Linked DNA regions of Rattus norvegicus: all the other regions are linked to region 4. A link is a contact called in public Hi-C data. All regions are on one chromosome and are shown on one strand. The core of a region is the stretch at or near the end of the contact, and the rest is flanking DNA. Distances in the headings are between cores, read along the strand shown. Region 1 overlaps Nfia (nuclear factor I/A). Region 2 overlaps Nfia (nuclear factor I/A). Region 3 overlaps LOC102553524 (a long non-coding RNA gene). Region 4 overlaps LOC120103114 (a long non-coding RNA gene).

The links. A called contact is a pair of places that touch in the nucleus more often than the background predicts.
Region 1: a contact with region 4 is called in a Hi-C map of kidney, with 5 times the contacts expected there. The contact joins two enhancer-like sites. A contact is called at or near these places in 9 of 12 Hi-C or Micro-C datasets (the A7r5 cell line, Schwann cells, hepatocytes and 4 more).
Region 2: a Hi-C map of liver shows a contact between it and region 4, with 2.7 times the contacts expected there. The contact joins two enhancer-like sites. A contact is called at or near these places in 4 of 12 Hi-C or Micro-C datasets (Schwann cells, kidney and liver).
Region 3: a contact with region 4 is called in a Hi-C map of kidney, with 7 times the contacts expected there. The contact joins two enhancer-like sites. A contact is called at or near these places in 11 of 12 Hi-C or Micro-C datasets (the A7r5 cell line, the Rat2 cell line, Schwann cells and 6 more).

The regions. Positions count from the first base shown.
Region 1 is chr5:117,781,805-117,784,513 of GRCr8, reverse strand. The region is part of intron 4 of Nfia (nuclear factor I/A); the gene reads right to left. Among named protein-coding and RNA genes, the nearest start is that of Nfia, 230 kb to the right of the region's middle. Within about 2 kb of position 1,418, at least 53 of the 93 cell types and tissues checked have an H3K27ac peak or open chromatin away from gene starts, as enhancers often do. A contact at or near this core is called in Schwann cells, kidney and liver, where this site is marked.
Region 2 is chr5:117,688,776-117,691,768 of GRCr8, reverse strand. All of the region lies in intron 2 of Nfia (nuclear factor I/A), which reads right to left. Among named protein-coding and RNA genes, the nearest start is that of Nfia, 130 kb to the right of the region's middle. Within about 2 kb of position 1,433, at least 9 of the 93 cell types and tissues checked have an H3K27ac peak or open chromatin away from gene starts, as enhancers often do. A contact at or near this core is called in liver, where this site is marked.
Region 3 is chr5:117,346,870-117,349,624 of GRCr8, reverse strand. LOC102553524 (a long non-coding RNA gene) reads left to right here. Exons shown (of 4, transcript XR_010066549.1): 4 at 2,738-2,755. Among named protein-coding and RNA genes, the nearest start is that of Nfia, 210 kb to the left of the region's middle. Within about 2 kb of position 1,299, at least 2 of the 93 cell types and tissues checked have an H3K27ac peak or open chromatin away from gene starts, as enhancers often do. A contact at or near this core is called in kidney, where this site is marked.
Region 4 is chr5:117,528,167-117,531,021 of GRCr8, reverse strand. It overlaps LOC120103114 (a long non-coding RNA gene), which reads left to right. Exons shown (of 3, transcript XR_010066547.1): 3 at 1-2,855. It also overlaps a transcript of Nfia not described here. Among named protein-coding and RNA genes, the nearest start is that of Nfia, 28 kb to the left of the region's middle. Within about 2 kb of position 1,286, at least 74 of the 93 cell types and tissues checked have an H3K27ac peak or open chromatin away from gene starts, as enhancers often do. A contact at or near this core is called in Schwann cells, kidney and liver, where this site is marked.

The sequences.
Region 1 (2,709 bases), core at 169-2,668, 250 kb before region 4:
TTAAGCCAGATAGGCTGATAGTTTTTTTTCCTTCCTAAGAGTGTGGCAACATTTATTATTTCCTCTCTGTGTGGGGGCTTGATTAGAACTAGAAAATGAGACATTTCCCATGGTGTAATACATTTAGAATGAAATGGCTTAGATGTGGGAAAAAAAATTTAAGGGGTTGATTAGAATTTTCTATTATATAGCTTATTTAACAGATTTTCTTTTAAAGCTGCATTTTGGACATAGAGATGATTTTTTTTAAAGGCCACCCAACCTATTGTCTACTATACACCAGACCTTCCTTCCAGAGGGGTTGGTGCTGGCTTCTCCACATAAGATGTGTGATGTTCATTTTAAAATTACTAGTAGAGCCTGCTATTGACCATCTAATTATGCCGAGTTCCATTTATAAACATAGCTAACCACTAAGTTTATGGAGACTTTTTGTGCTGCTTTAATAGGATATTGATCGAGAGCATAGTTTGAGTGGCCTGCCATTGAATTGTGTAATGCCAAACAAAGGCAAGGTCACAGTGACGGTCCGTGCTGGGGCTGCAGCATGCGTTTTATCGTCGTCTTTTTGTTTCTTCCTCTAACGTCGAAGCCCAAAGGGCTTCTTGCTTAAAAATATAAATTGTATAAAAAATTAATTTCTGTACCACGGTCATTGTTACTGTGTGCGTTAGCTGAGGAGAGAGCTAGTAGTCTGCCGGCTCGGAGTAGGATGGTTTAAAGTTGTCCTCCTCCAAGGAAGGGAGAAAGAACTGCCACGATTTAAGGGCTAATCCTCAAAAGAGGGGGCACCAGGGACTTCTCACCTGAGACCCACTTCCTCATTAGTCTTTCCAGGTAAGGACAATTTGTATTTTCATGTTTTAGCTTCTCCCTACCAGTGTCTCATTTTTCTCATTGTGCCTTTTAGCTGAGTTAATTCCATCTCACAACTCCCATACATCAGGTTAGATTCGATTCATTGGTTCTTAGGAAACCGCTGGCCTGACAAACCTACGTGCGTGGGCATTGGAAGCCCTACCAAGGACTTGAAAAAGAAGTTTAAAACAAACGGTTTTCGGAACTCCCATGATGATTCCTGTGTGAGAATATCAGCAGTGCACGTTCCCAAGGCAGGAAACAGCCACTAGGGTGCCACCTCATGCCAAGCTGAGGCACAGGCCCTGTTCCATTCACGGCCACTCTCCATTGACAAACAACTCAGGAACCCCCGAAGTCCACCGGGTAGTCAGGCTTTGTGGCAGAGCCAGAGCAATTCATCTGCTGGACTTTAATAGATTCTGCAGCCACGGAGCAGGAACCAGAGCACAGGCCGAGTAGCTGAGAATGGTTTTCACACCCAGAGACTCTAAGGCCGGCCACAGTGTACTGAGAATCCTGGCTTTGCAGAATTCCAGGGCCGTGAAGTCATCTTGAGCCACGAAGTTTACTTAACCCTTGCAGCCAGTTTGGGTGTACAAACCACACTGGCAATCGGAATGGCCAGACCGGAGGCACAATGGCCTGTGTGTGTATCTGTGGTTTTTTACTCTTTCCCACTGAGGCCTTTAAGGTTTCAGAATCTCTCCAGCAACTTCAAGGAAAACAGTCAGCACTTTAGAAGGAAATGAGCAGGAGTGGAGTTTGGGGCAGAACTTTTTCGAGTTCACACCAGGAGGGACATTTGGCAGCCTCAGAGCACATACTCTGAGGAAACGCCTGGCACAAAATAAACAAGAGTGGGCTTGACAGAGAGCCCTTGAAGCAGTGACATTCAGCAGCCAGCAGAATGGGCTCTCCTTGGCAGCTCCTGGGAGGGGCCAATGTGGAAATGCCTGTAGAGGGCTTTGTGTAATAAAGCACCATCTCAACAGATGGCTCCTGTCTCCTCCTTCACGGGATTATGCTAAAACAACCTCACTGATTTGGAACCATAGTCGCTCCTGGGAGCCTCTCCCCTGTACTGAATTCTTCTTTTTCTCTGGCCCAGCGTGCAGTGGTCTGTGTTTTCTCCCTCTTGTGGAACAAGGTAATAAATAACTAGAAGTGTTTTCAGATGGCCCTGCCACGTGTGGAGACGGACAACAGAACAAATCCATACTCTCAGCTCCAGCGTTTCCGTTACTACAGCTCCCAAACGTTAGATGATAACAGTGAAAACTTTAAGGGTGTTAGCAGGAGACAAGGGTGAAGGAATTCATGGCTTCCCACAGCTCTCCTGGGTCAGTTGGAGTCCTGAGTCCAGCAGTTCCTTGCATCTGATCCAAGCATTTATTGTCCAGCAGCCTGACTGTCTAGTCTGACTCTCACCTAGGAATTTGTGAGGCTGAGTTTCATTGCCACCTTGGAGGTGGCACTATCCTAGACAACAACATCAGCATAGCTATTTCAGTGACTCTTCATCTGCAGATACTGAAATAGCACTCACTACTCTAGCACGGTTAGAACCTCGCTGGAATCCTGGGGGAAGTAAATATTTTCACTATCACATGTAGAAGGCCAACACTATGTATCTGGAAAGAGAAACAGTTTAAGACAAGGGTATCGTTTCTGAGTAATATGAAGTCTCCACACTGTATGAGGCCACAACCTGCTGTAATTGTGATGAGGTCGAAGAATAGGCTGGGACGCCAAGGAACAAATTCAGAGGGATTAAGGAAGTCTGATATTAGGGCCAGTAAAATATCCACACGAGGGACAAAACAACAGACAGATCCAAGAGGGGTGTGT
Region 2 (2,993 bases), core at 184-2,683, 160 kb before region 4:
TCACACGAAACTTCGAACATAAATAGAAATGTAAGCATTTCTTCTAACAATATATGGAAGAGTAAGCAGGGAGGCTTTAGAGAAGGAAGCCGCATGATACTTTCCCAAGACTATCTCTAAGTTACATTTAGCCCAGTAAAAATCAGTAAAGCTTTCCACAGAAATTTACACAAAATTTCTTACAAAATTAAGAAATTTTTAAAACAACAACAAAAAAAAAAACCCCACCAAACCTTTTAAAATATCTAACCTTTACTCCATGGATGGTTTGTTTCAGACAATTCTGATGTGATATGTTTAATTCTTCCCCTATATTTAACAGAAGATGATTTTACATCATTTGTGAAGGATGTCTGCATTCTTGGTTATAAATAGATTCTTATCGGGTCCTTTTAAAGGCTCAAATAATTAATATCAAAACAGTAATAATTAACAGCCTTTTGTTGTCCAGAATTATAGAGCTTCTTGTTTCACACAAATGTTTTTCAAAGAAAAATAAATCCTCAAATAATCAAGGCAATACTACTCAGGATCAGATACACACAGGAAGCTTCAATCACAAGGTCAGGATGTGGACAGGGAAGACTCTCTAAGATGTGCCTCTGGGTCTAGTATATGACAGATTTTAGACGTTCATAGACAGAGACACTGAGGGCTACTCACGGACAGAGATGCTAAGGGCTACCCATGGACAGAGACACTCAAGGCTACCCATGGACAGAGACACTCAAGGCTACCCATGGACAGAGACACTCAGGCTACCCATGGACAGAGATGCTTAGGGCTATGCATGACAGAGCTTCTGAGGGCTCACTACTCCTTTTCACTATAATCAAGGAACACAAACAGTAAGATGAATGCTGCAAAGGGTTTAGAACTTTAGATCTGTCAAAAGGTAAACAGTTTGTGGACCACAGGAACTTTCCTTTACACACATTAGTCCTGTCACGTTCGGGGCATTATTATTTGACTGATACCGTGAATTCTTTTGAACACCTTCCTCAGGGTAAGCACTCAGTCCTGAAGTATGGTCTAAGCCAAGCATGCACAGATGGGTGGTTACAGCTGCAGCCTCTCTGACAGGCTGCAGAAACCCTCAGGGACACCTCCCCCGGCACCAACTATCCATCTTGTTTGCTGGTACAACTCCACCTTGCTCCAGCCTTTGTTGAGCGTGTCACAGGACACTGGCCAAAATGTTACAATCTGAACAGGCCTTATTAATGGGATGAAAAATGGGCTCCTGAAACACACTTCGACGACAGTTGCATGCTCTTCCTGAAGGGTTTGATAATTTTAATAAAAAGGGGACATTATAATAAATATTGTTTTTAAATCTTCAGGATCATCAAGCAGTCTGAAGCCTCTCTATGAGAGAGTGAATGAGTCAGCTTAGTCAGTAATATCCATCCAGACTGATTAAACTGGAGCCAAAACAGATCCTCAAGATCCAGCTTATGGTGGCCACTGACTCGGAGAGAGGAAGGCAGGCTAGACCGAACCTACATGGAGCAAACGGGAGATCACAGCACGCCCAGGCCAAAGGCTCATGTACCCTTTGTGGTGCATTGCCACAGATCTCTTCAGACACCTGCTTATCCTAGAACAGCCTGAAACACAGCAGCCACAGCTAGGCAGGCCAAAGTTTTATTTACTTATCTACCTTCTGAAAAAAAAACAGTTAACGGTTCATGATCATATTAAATATACCTCTACCCAAGTTATAGCCACAAAAGGTAGAAAGATAAACAAAAAACTACACACGTGAAGAAAACACATAACGGGAGCAGAATCATGCCTAAGCACCTATTGAGGTTAAGAACTAAATTTATCTCTGAGTTTCTTGGGAGCCAAGGTAGAAAGGGAAACAGGCGTGTATACAATTCTCATGCTCTGTTCACAGAGGGCAGACCACCTCTAGTGTAACCCTTTTCTCTACTACGGCTTGCAAAAGGAACGAACCAGTCTTCAAGTTCCTATGCCCAGATCTTGCCTGCCCCTGGTTGTGCCTGACCTAGATTGCCAAAGATTATGAAATCACGCTTGATAAATAAATTGTGAAACAACTCGACCGATTTCTATGCTAAACAAAAAAGAGGAAAAGCAAATGAACAGACGTTTCCAAACATTTAAAAGTCAGAACCACTCAAAATAAAAATTGAAACCAGAGGCAAATAAAACCAACCCAAATCTTGGCGAGGCCGAATCTCAAACCCCGTCGCTACAGGCTGGGAACCAGAACAGCCAGCCAGGCTGTGTCTGTCTACCGCATATGGGGGAAGGTTCCAGGGAGTATCTCCAGGCTCATCTGATGGCATGGGTTCAACACCAGTGAATGGGCCTTAAACAAAGGGAGAGCTCCTTTGAAAATGGGCGTTTGTGAGTCACCGGTCAGTGTGGCTGCGCAGTTTGTGGGAGTGGGAGCCGCTGGCAGCGGGGCAAAACAGTACAGCTCCGGCTTTCGGAGCTTCTAAGCTCTGAAAGGCAGCGAGGTTCGAGCCGGCTGGTCACAGTGGCACACTTGGCTGAGTGCGCGGCCAGGTGGCTTGGGCATATTGGCAACAACTGGCAACCTGCCCGATACATATGGCTAAGATTGCTGCGCTCTTCCCACGAAGCCTTCCTAGACTCTTGAGCAAGCCGTCGCTTGCGCACAAAATGCGTCTGCATGTTAAATAAAATCTTTTTAATAATATCTGCTGATGTAAAATCCTTTCGCTAAAAAAGAAAATAAAAAGATGGAGGCAGGTGGCTGCCAAGCACATAATGAAAGCATCTCGTGAGAGGAGGCGCCTCTGCCGATCCCTTCCAACTGGCTTTGCCCTCACTTCTGCCCTTCTCTTTCACAAGGGTTGAAAGACCCCTTCCAGCCCTGGGAAGCCAAGGTTTGTGTGGGCTTTCAGTAGGCTGGCAAGGGGACAGGTGACCATAAATTCCTGAAAATATAAAATAAATAGAGAGACAATAAAAGCGAACCCAGTATCGGGGAGCAT
Region 3 (2,755 bases), core at 50-2,549, 180 kb after region 4:
TATATATATATATTCAAATGATAGGGAAAGAATATAACAGAATACTTACTAGTTGTCAGCCTCTAGACCTCAGAGGAATAATGATAAATACTTTTATCTTTATTTCTAGAATTTTAAAGCATCATGTAATTGCATTTAAATAAAGTATGAAAGTGATTTGACAGGATGTGTGAAAATGCTTAGAAATCTTTGACTCCATATTTTCTCCTTGGGTGCATCATTAAAAAGGTGGTCTCACTACTGTATATGCACATCCTTTTGAACATTATTAAAAGTGGTGAAAAATTAGAAAAAAAACCATTCCATGCAGTACAACCACACCAAAGCATATTGTGAAGCCATGAAAGAAAATGTTGTTTACAAATGGAAAATGCTTATGCTGTAACAGTGTGAAAAAAGCAGGATGCAAAATTGAACACACAGAATGAACACAGTTCAGCAAAAACCCAGCAATCTATTCATTAAAAGACAGAAAGCATTCACATGTTAATGGTTGTGTACATAACTGATGGAATTATAATTTCTTTCCTCTTCTGCTCTTATGCAATTTCCAAAGTTCTTTTAATGAAAGGCTGCTGTTTCTCTAACAGAAACAAATAGACATTAGAAATGACTAAAACTGGAAATGTGAGCTGACTGATGATGAGTCTTAAGCTTCCTTCCATAACCCGTCATCACCTGGTCCCCTTGTCTCCATTGCCTTGATGCTTAGCTGGATATCTTCTGAGTTAGGCACAGAGGGCTGAGTGAGAACGTGAAGAGACAGGGCCATATTACAACTCTCTTGGGTACTCCAGCATGAGGACATATTCATCCCCAGACCCAGGCTTATCAGTGAAGTGATCTGTGACTAGACAAGACGTTGGGGATCTGGAGCTTAACGAGTACTGTCTGTCATCTGGAAACCTCCTAGACATCTCAACTCAACATAAACAGTTTTTGATTTCCATATTGGTTTTATAGGAATCTGATAAATGAAGAGTGATCTCAGTGTTTCGGAGCCCACTGGGTTAGGTGATCAGGACCCAGCCTCTTACCTAGGAGTTATGAGCCCATATGGAATTATGTAACTTAGTGTGTGTTTGGGGGAGGTCACAATAGCTGGCCAACAGTGAAAGGGTTTCCAAGTCTTTGGTTGTGAGCCTAGCCTTAACTGCTGAGCCTTCTCTCCAGCCTCAGTGGAAGGTTTCTGAGTATGCAACAACCAAAAGCAAATTCAAAGATAGGTGTGGAGTGAATTCGAGGTGTTCTTGGTAGTGCTCGCCTGTGCTGCATCACGTGACTTCACCACAGCCTTGGTTCTGAGAGCACAGGCAGACTTTGCCCTGCTGCTTGCTGTCATGCTGTGCCAAGCTTAGGAGTGCAGTCTGAAACACCTGGATCAGATTTGAGACCAGTGGGTATTATAAATTACAGTGTTTGTGCTGTTCATACAAAATTTTCTGCTTTTCTAGAGACAATGATTTAATTTGGGGGCAAAAAAAAAGACATCTAGCGCTCAGCATTCAACATCAAATTAGTGTATCCTTGTGTTCCGTTGCTTTAGCTTATTTAATTTTAGAAATTGCTGTTTGAGTTGATAAGTTGAATTTCTTTAAAAGTATCATTCAATGGCTCCATTAGCTACCTCTGCTAGGTAAATAGATGGACCTAGAAAAGATTATACTAAGCAAGGTAACCCAGACCCAGAAAGACACGTGCTGTGTACTCTTTCTTATGTGCAGTTCCTAGCTCAAATCTTCAGATGTGAGTATATAACATGGAGTACTACAGAAACCAGGAAATTATAAAGGGGCCATAGCAGGTCAGGGAGACTTGAGAGAGGACTAGCAGGATGTAGGTAATACGAAGCAGGAAACAGAAAAATGTCGAGGGTTGTTTGGGGAGCATGAAGACGTCAATACAGAAGGAGGAAGATGAGGAAGAGGAGGAGAAGAGTGAAGAGGAGAAGGAGGAGGGAGAGATAAAAACCTTAAGGATTTTATTATTTTACCTAAACACACACACACACACACACACACACACACACACACACACACACACACACACCCTGCACACACACCCCACATGGGCATGCATGTATGTGTACACACCTTAGAGGAAGTTAGTTACTCTACTTGGGCTGACAGTGCTTCCCCACAAGAAACATAGACTAACAAAACCTCAGGACCAAGAATGGGGCTTCCCCATTTGAATGACTGATCAGGCTAATCCAGGAGACTCTCAAAACAATAGAATCTATTGTTGTTGTCCTTGGCTGCCTCTCAGAGGCAACTAAGCCCCTATTGCTGTACCCCTATACTGCACAGTTACTGCACAAAAGTGTTTGGTCTGGATCTGATCCAAAAGCCTCTTTCCTAATTTCCAGGTTACCAGAAAATACTATGCAAGATGCCAAGATAGGGGGACAATTAATAGTCCTACCCAGTAGTGACACCTTCCAATCATGGCAATGACCAGTGTGGTAAGATAGCCATAAAGGTATAAGTGGCAGTCACATGTGGTGGTAACCAATGACTGTCTACGTGCACTTAAGCCTGTTCAACAGAAGGGATACCATGCATGTTTCTAGAAACTAGCCCACCTTCAGTGGCTAGTGAGGTCATAGATCTTAGAAGAGACTCTACTCCCACCGCTTTATCAGACTCGTCTAATTTCTGACTGTAATCTAAATCTTATCCTTAGCCCCACAGATGAGCGCAACTATCACCCCTTATCAGAATGTTTGTCTTTGCAGAAAACGGAGACCATCGCA
Region 4 (2,855 bases), core at 37-2,536:
AATTATCTCTTGGAAAGAGGATACCAACTTTCAGTAAACCAGTAAGTGCTCCCTTGCTCCTGGTAAGTTATATTCATCAAGTGTGGGCTACAAGCTAGTCATTCAAGACCTTGGCCCAGGTCTCAACCCTGGAATAGGAATGAAGACTTCATTTATGGCTTGGGGGGGGGGGGGACCCTTTTCATCCAGTTTACCAAGGAGGAAGAGTGCTGAGTGCAATGTGGGCACCCACTTTGTAGGAGACACAATCCATCCACCAGCTTTGCTAACATTGGAAGCACAATCTCAACATGTCCACCATTCTCTGCATAAATGCCCTGGTAGGGGACCAGATCACGAGGCCTTTGTGGTTTCTGTCTCTTTTACCCACCAGCTCGGTGAATAAATCACACACCTGCCCTCTCAAAAGAGGCCAAATCCAGTTTCTGCCTCCCAGGGAGTATGAAGATCACTTTTGTTGGAGTTACTGCCCAAAGCAATTGCTTGAAGTTTTAAGACTCACGTAGAGACTAGGCCTGGTGATATTCCTGCTAAAGTTAACCCTAGGGAAGAGTGCAGTGCTGGAATTCCAAGATCAGAGTGTTAAAATGGGTCTCAATGTAATGGTTCCATAACAGTATTTTCTATTTCTCGTATTCCCTTCTTAGGGGCGGCACATCTGAAGCACAAGAGACTAATAGATACACTCCAACTTTCCTCAAGATAAAAGCTGCCACTAAATGGAGTTGCAACCAAGCGTCGCAACTGCACATACCCCGTTGCCATTGTTTATTTAAATTTACCCCAACAGTTATTTTATGGACTTGAGGACGTGTAACAGGTTCTAATTGGTAGGGGGCGGGGAAAGTCTAGTCAGGTGTCTTTTACTGTTTTCCGATCAAAGAAAGAGTTTGGGTAAAAGAGTAAGCTTTTTGCAGTGTATTTTCTAAGCATTCTTTTCAGTGGCTGTAGGCTTTCCTTCCCTAGACCTCTAAGAGTCATACAGTTCCGCTTTCACTTTTCCTCCCCACAGCCTCGCTAACACACTCTCCCGCCTGTCCCAGGCCGCTGGTACGGAGCGGAGGACCCCCACGATTCCCCCTAACCTAACATGCTCAACTTCAGAAGCTTCTAGGAGAAAATGTCTTCTTCGCGAAGTACAGTCGGAGCAAATCATCCACCTAGAGTTCCCTCCGCTGCTGCAGTAGAAAGGACTTCGGTTGATCTTCAAGCTGGAACCCGCGCACGGGACGTATCCGCCGGTGGCCGCAGCGGAGCAACCCAGGCCGGAGGTTGGCGCCGCCCTACACGTCCTCCCGCCCCGCGGGACATCCCAATGACCCGGTCACTCAGCGCCCAGCCACCGTGGGACCCCACTCTCCTTCCCTACTCTGTTCCGTCTCTCGAAGTGCCCCCAGCCCAGCTGCAATGTGATCACTCCCGACACCCGGCTCCATCGCGTATAACCCCACGCGGGTGAGCTGGGATTCGAATATGGGAACTCAATTTCGCAACGAAAAAGCTCAGGGCCAGGACCGGGTCAGAGGGAAGAAAGACCTTGAAGAGACCGCCCAGGGTGCAGATAGCAGGTCCTGAGGAGGCGGTCTGCGGTTCCCTAAGCAGACTCTGCAGGTGCACCCTGCTGCTTCTCTTGCAAGTCTTTTGAGGTTTGACCTTTTAGAGCTTTGTAAAGTTGTCTCTCCCCGCCCCTCAATCACGGGGTCACACTAGGGATCACACTGTCCTCAGTCCTCTAGTCCCATTGCTGACTTTGGGGAAAGGGGTATAAGAATGAGGGTGGCCTGGGCCGCAGGACTATTGGGGTTCGAGCACCGCTCTGGAGCGCCACGCTGGGCAGAGAGCGCTCAGAGCTCGATCACTACGCTCTACCACTTGGGAAGTGCAGCTTAATCGTTCAGCTCCGCCCACCCCGGAGGAGCGGGGGTGGGGTGGGGGTGGAAGGGGGGAGTGAGGTCGGGGGAGAAAAGAACAGAGAGAGAGAGAGAGAGAGAGAGAGAGAGAGAGAGAGAGAGAGAGAGAGAGAGAGAGAGAGAGAGAGAGAGAGAGAGAGAGAGAGAGAGAGAGAGAGAGAGAGAGAGAGAGAGAGAGACTGGTGACCCGGGTTCTCTTCTTTCAAGTTCCCCTAAGCGAAGCAGGGCGCCACCTACAGTCGAGTTCTAACTAGCACGTTGGTGAGAAGGCTGGTGAACCTTTCCTAAACAAGGCCGGATTTTGGGCACAGCCATCTCATATTTGTAATCACTCCAGACCGATCGGTCTGTTGGCAGGCAGCAACAGACGAGACCATACCGAAAATGCGCGTTGGAGGCGTGCAGAAGTTGGGAAACAGAACAGTACTAGCTCTGATTGGACTTGTTCGCGCTCTAATGGTTTGGCTGGATTTTGATTCCAGTATCTCCTCCAGGTTTCAGCCAAGGAGAGCAGCAGTCAATTTCATTAGGAAGAGTATCTGTGTGACCTTAAACAAGTCGCTCCGTCATTCACTCTCCTTTCTCATCTCCTTTAGAACTATAGCTGTGATAGTTTTTTTTCCCCCTAAATTAATGAGACAAAGTAGGTGAGAAACTGCTGGTGCTAAGAGCTCCTACCTATTTTTAAAGGAGGGGAAACCTTCTGAAAAATAAAACTTTAAAGCCATTGAATATGTGTTTTCTGCTCCATGAAAGATTAGGTCTTTATAAGGAAGAGATGAGAAAGCCAGCCAAGTGGCCCCAATAACTGATTCAAGCACTGGCTATTGGCTCTTCTCTCTAGCTAATCTCCTCATAGACAAAGGAAACATATTAATGGCTGGCTGTGACTACTTAATTACCATTTTGTTTTATAAATTGTTAATTACCACGTGGATGTCATAT